2 separate regions of the Sus scrofa genome follow, and region 1 is linked to region 2. The links are chromatin contacts, called in public HiChIP or PLAC-seq maps. All regions are on one chromosome and are shown on one strand. The core of a region is the stretch at or near the end of the contact, and the rest is flanking DNA. Distances in the headings are between cores, read along the strand shown.

Region 1 (2,981 bases), core at 460-2,959, 160 kb before region 2:
CCAAATGCTACAGACAGTGCCTTAGTTATCTATGTTAGCAAGAAATCAGGAGGTGGTAGGTCACTGAAGTCCCCAGATGTTTCTGAAACAAACCTCTGCCTTTGCTTATCCTGATTATCCTTCTACTAGAACTATCAAAGTGATTTATTCCGACTCATTTTACCCTTCTTCTTTTTTTTTTTTTTTGGTCTTTTTGCTATTTCTTTGGGCCGCTACCGGGGCATATGGAGGTTCCCAGGCTAGGGGTCAAATCGGAGCTGTAGCCACCGGCCTACGCCAGAGCCACAGCAACACGGGATCCGAGCTGCGTCTGCAACCTACACCACAGCTCACGGCAACGCCGGATCGTTAACCCACTGAGCAAGGGCAGGGACCAAACCCGCAACCTCATGGTTCCTAGTCGTATTCGTTAACCACTGCGCCACAACGGGAACTCCTCATTTTACCCTTCTGTTGTCCACCAACACCACAGGGAAGCAGCATGCTGCATGAGAAAAAAAAAAGTGCTGGTGTAAGAGTCAAGAGACCTGAATTTATTGTATTGCATTGTATTGTATTGTATTTTAATGTATGTGCGCATCTTTACTTTTTATTTTTTAACTCAATGAATTTTATTACATTTATAGTTTTACAACGATCATCACAACCCAATTTTATAGCATTTCCATACCAAACCCCCAGCCCATCCCCCCACCCCCAACCTGAGGAGTCCTCAGTTTTAGTCTTTTCTGTGCTCCTCACTAGCCTGAGATTGGGCAAGTCATACAGCTTCTCAGGGCCCCTGCTTCTCCCTGTGAAAGGGACAAAATAACCAAATTCCCAGGGTGGCTCAGGGGCCCCGTAAAGTGTAACCTGGACCTTGTTGTGCCTCCACTGTAGAGTCTGTTGCCAGCTGCTGTAGAGTTGTTTGCACAGTGCCCAGCACAGAGAAAGTACTGACAGATGCCTGTCTACTTTTCCTCCTTGTGCACGAAGTACCAACACATTGTATTAGTTTCCTAGGGCTCTCATAACAAATAACCACAAACTTGGTGTCAGAGAACAACAGAAATTATTCCCTCACAATTCCAAAGGCCAGAAGTTCAAAATCAAGGTGTTTGCCAGGGCCCAGCACCTTCCAGTGACTCGTGAAGGATCCACCTGGCTTCTCTCAGCATGTGGTGGTGGTTCCTGGCCTATGGCTATGGCACCCTGACCTGCCTCTGTGGTCACCTGGCCTTCTCCCATGTGTTTTGTCTTCTCTGTATCTTATAAGGACATTTGTCACTGGAGTTAGGGCTTCCTGGAAAATCCAGGATGATCTCATCTCTGCAAACTTAATTTCACTGACAATGACCCTTTTGCCAAGTAAGGTCATGTTTACAAGTTCTGTGGGTTAGAGTGTGTCTTTTGGGGAGGGTCACCATTCAGCCCACCACACACATGTTAGGAATTACTTCCTATATCAAGACTGCGGCCTGATTCGGCACTTTTTCTTAAATAACCACCTGTGGGAATCCACCATCAGTTTGAATATTAACAAATTAGGACATGTCAGGAGGAGAAGGAAGAACAAAAGCTTGTTCTTTGCTCTGTTTTGTTTTGTATTTGTAAGCAGGAGAAGGCCTTCTCCCCTGGGTCCCCAAGTTAGCAGTGATGAGCTGAGTATATTTGCTGTCCGCCTGCCCATCCCCCTGCCTGCTGCTCATGAACTGGTGGTCAGGAAACCGCAGCCCTCTTGTCACAGAACCTTCTGTCCTGCCCTTGCTCTGACTGCATCTCCCGCTGACTCCACCCACGTCACCCCAGGCACCCTGGCTGGCTGACGTCCAGCTCTGGCCTTAAACCTCTGATTAGATGCTTGTTGGCTCCCTGGGCTCCTCAGCCGTCTCCCTCATCCTCCTGTAGTTACTCCCTGAACCTTCAGGAACCCCGCTTCAGTGCTCAGTGTCCTCCAAAGGCGCGCTGTGCCTGGAATGTAGTTGAAGGAAGGCGGGCCACAATTAAACAAACCCCTTAGCCTCTGGATAACTGAGTGCCTGGGGGCAAGGACTCTTCCCTGGAGCTAAGCCCTGAAGGATTTCGAGTGACTACAGTAATGCCAGGGCAGTGGCTTATGTTTCCTGTACACTTACCTCAGGCCTTTTGGAGGGTTTCCTCACGGAGTCTCCACATCATCCTCTCAGGTAATCTTAGCTCCCTGCTCACCTCCTGTTCTGTGACGGGGTTCAGCCTTATCAGGTTTGCTCCACACAAAGGGGAAGACAGTCCTTGAATTTTCTCACTTCTTAGGGGGATAATGGGGACAAAGGAGTGTAACTGTGAAAGGTCTTCAAGCTCTTGGACCAAACACTGCTGCTGAAAGCCAACATCTTAAAAAAGAAAAAAGGGGTTCCCATCGTGGCTCAGCAGTTAACGAATCCGACTAGGAACCATGGGGTTGCGGGTTCAATCCCTGACCTCGCTCAGTGGGTTAAGGATCTGGCATTGCCGTGAGCTATGGTGTAGGTCACAGACGTGGCTTCGATCTGGTATTGCTGTGGCTATGGTGTAGGCTGGCGGCTATAGCTCCTATTAGACCCCTAGCCTGGGAACCTCCATATGACGTGGGTGTGGCCCTGGAAAAAAGACAAAAAGACAAAAAGACAAAAAAAAAAAAAGAAAAGAAAAAAAATCTGGAGGCATTTATGCATGTCAGATGGAAGCCCGCGGCTCACTGAAAGCCCCATGTTTTACGGAAAGTCATAGTGTTGCTTAGTGTCCCATGGGTAGGAGGGACATTCCGGGGAAGGATCCAGAAATGCAAGAGCCAGCTGGCTGCTGGGGGAAGAGCAGGCAGTGCTGGAGCTGCGGGTACTGGGGCTGGGGAGAACTGGAGTCCAAACCCTGCTGCGGCCATGTGACTGGGGCAGGTCACACATCTCTGAATCTCAGGTGGGAAACCTCATCTCTGAAAGGTGAGAATGGTAGTAACCAGGGCTGCTGTGAGGACACCTGTTACC
Region 2 (2,893 bases), core at 21-2,520:
GAGAGGTGAGATGGGTTGGAAGGAAGACGCAATATCATCTCTTTCCATTGGGGGAGCTTCTTTTCTTAGTGTTGCATTGTCTTTGAGGTGAGGAGATGAAAAAAAAAAAAAAAAAAAAAAACACACACACACATTTACAAGGACGAGGGTAAGGATTCTTAGCTAGTAATTGATGAAAACCAGTGGTGTACGACAGCACAGGTGGGAGATGATAATTGCTGAAAAACTGAGGCACATTCCCTAGGATGTGAGCAAATGAACAGGAATTTGTTGTTATAAGCACGACATTGATATTAACTTCATATTTGTTCTCTGTTCACTTGCCTGAAATTTGCTTATTGACACTGCTGGAACCACTGACTGTCCCATCCTCTTAGAACTTTAAATAATCAGAAATACATTTGCTTCCCAGACTGACATTCTGTCTCCTTTGCAACTTGCAAAGGGGAAAGTGCCCTTTTCTGAATATTTGATTGGAAGCCCAGAATTCAAATTGCTATCTCTCTCTGACTTGGGCCTGAGACAGCTGTTACTCTCTCACAGGGGTGTCTATATCTGCAATAGCTCCAGGAAGCCTCTGCTGGCCTCAGAGAGTTGAAAGCAAACCCAGGCCTGCAACAAAAGTTAATGAAAAGTGACAAGCGTTAAATAAGGATATGAGCTCAACCCACAGAAGAGTAGCTGGGGAAGAAGGGCGTCCTCCGGATGCGAAGCCACAGAAAAGCCCCCGGGTCCTCCCAGAGCAAGCTGGAGTGTTTTATCCCAGCGCCCGGCTGAGTGCTCCCCCCACTAGCCTGTTTACCCTGTTACTGGAGCTCCTATGGTGTCTTAGATCCAAGAATTGGAAGAGAGGCAGGAAGAATGCAGACGTCCTTGGGCTGGGGGCTGGAGAGCTTGGGGATTCCTCTCCAATCCTGCAGTCCTGGATGACACTTCCTTCTCGACAGGGAGTGAAGGATCCCAAATGTTGGCCTTAGGCAAAAGACTGCATATAGATAGCCAGGCTTTGAAGGGAAAGTGCTCTATCCCCGACTTTGCCTAAAGCGAAAGAGTGCATTTGAAGCCCTCTTTTTTTTTTTAATTGAAATATAGTTGATTTACAATGCTGTGTTAATTTCTGCTGTACAGCAAAGTGGCTCCCCATTGCCTAGGGAATAAAGTCCAGGCCCTTCATCATCTGTCTCCTGCCAGGCCTCCTGGGCCCCAGTGCTGGCAGGGCTGGCACATGTTGCTCCCTGACCTAGCAGACTCGCAGGGCTGTGCCTTCACAAGAATGTATGCACTGCCTGGCATCCTAGAGAACCCTTCTAATGTCCACTCTTGGGCCACCCAGTGGACTCTGCTCAAAAGCCATTGGCTGGTCCCCTGGAGCACTGCTTCTGTTCTTCTGTTCCCACTTCTTGTGACTCTTTGTTCCCATCACTCTGGCCTGCCACCTGTCCAGGCCAGGAGCAATTCCTGGCCCTTTGCTTGTGAGTAGGTGCTTCAAACCAATGTGTAAATGAATTGAGGGACTCTATCTGTTGGCTTTCAGCAAATGAAATGGGTCCTGAATGCAACACAGAGCTTCTTCCACTTTGGCTGAGATGGGCAGGGTAGTTGATGCTGAGAATACAAGGCCGTAAAGCCCTCTTGCCCAGATCCCAGGGACATAAGGCCTGGAAGGTCAAGGAGAGTGTGTGGCACCTCCCCAGCCTCCTGCGTCCCTCATCTTGCTTTTAATTTTGCTCACACTGAATTTCTTGAGTCCGGACAGAGCTAAAGATAGGAAGAAGCTAAGCGAGTAGCAGAGTGCTGTTTCCCGTGGTGCTTTCTGTTGAGGGGAAAGACCTCCTTCTGCCACCCACCTGCCCTCCTTATCTCTATCACCTTCCATGCGGCGCCCACACTCCACCCACGCTTGGTGGAGATTTCCCACCTCCTCTCCCAGCTGGCTCTCAGGCTTTGATCAGAACCAAACCACCCTGCTCGCTTCTCTGCCCTTTGCCCTAAGTTCCTTTTTTTTTTTTTTTTTTTTTCATTTGGTTATGGGCTTTATTTTGTGGGCTTTTGCTTAGAGTTCTGTGGTTCCTTGCTGAAACCAAGAGAATCGTTGCATTGGGTAAATCGTTCTCGCCTGTGCCAAACGTGTGCCTGATTCAAGCCTGAAAATAGGGTGGAGAGCTGTTACTTCGCCGGAATCCTGAGCTGTGTGACCCTCAGTGGACTCCCTCTTGTATCTCTTCCCCAAGCAAACTGGATTCTAAAAGCACTTTCTGCTTGTGCCTATTAAAATGCTTATCATATTATGTTACAGTTATTTTGACATATGTCTAAGCTGCTAAGGCAGAGAGTCAATCAGTGTTAGACATATTTATATCCACAGTGCTTAAGTTATTAAGATTATTCAATAAATGTTTTAAAAATGTGTAAATGAATGAACCGAAGAATAAGTTAGAAACTGGCTTTCCTAACCTCCTTTCCAAAAAATGATCAAGAATAGGATTAACTAAGCATTAAAATTTTAGGAGTTCCCATCGTGGCGCAGTGGAAACAAATCCAACTAGGAACCATGAGGTTGCAGGTTCGATCCCTGGCCTTGCTCAGTGGGTTAAGGATCCAGCATTGCTATGGGCTGTGGTGTAGGCCAGCAGCTGTAGCCCCCATTCAGCTGCTAGCCTGGGAACCTCCAATTGCCTCAGGAGCCGCCCAAAAATAAAAAAATTTAGAGCCCAGGTCCTGTTTGTGGTCAAGGCCTCCTGAAATCTTAAACAGAAACTTAGGTGTTCCCTTGTGGCTCAGTGGGTTAAGGATCTGGGTGGTGTTGACACTGCAGTGGCCCTGGTTATAGATGTAGCATGGGTTCAATCCCTGGCCTGGGAACTTCTGCATACCTCGACTGCAGCCAAAAAAA

Evidence for each region. HiChIP or PLAC-seq counts read pairs in DNA pulled down with a chosen protein or histone mark.
Region 1: a contact with region 2 is called in an H3K27ac HiChIP or PLAC-seq map of skeletal muscle. The contact joins two enhancer-like sites. A contact is called at or near these places in 1 of 47 Hi-C or Micro-C datasets (epiblast stem cells) and 1 of 2 datasets of contacts at active chromatin or transcription factors (skeletal muscle).

What each region holds. Positions count from the first base shown.
Region 1 is chr1:168,843,647-168,846,627 of Sscrofa11.1, forward strand. All of the region lies in intron 3 of THSD4 (thrombospondin type-1 domain-containing protein 4), which reads left to right. Among named protein-coding and RNA genes, the nearest start is that of THSD4, 94 kb to the left of the region's middle. Within about 2 kb of position 1,710, at least 14 of the 83 cell types and tissues checked have an H3K27ac peak or open chromatin away from gene starts, as enhancers often do. A contact at or near this core is called in skeletal muscle, where this site is marked.
Region 2 is chr1:169,008,366-169,011,258 of Sscrofa11.1, forward strand. All of the region lies in intron 7 of THSD4 (thrombospondin type-1 domain-containing protein 4), which reads left to right. Among named protein-coding and RNA genes, the nearest start is that of NANOG, 54 kb to the right of the region's middle. Within about 2 kb of position 1,271, at least 12 of the 83 cell types and tissues checked have an H3K27ac peak or open chromatin away from gene starts, as enhancers often do. A contact at or near this core is called in skeletal muscle, where this site is marked.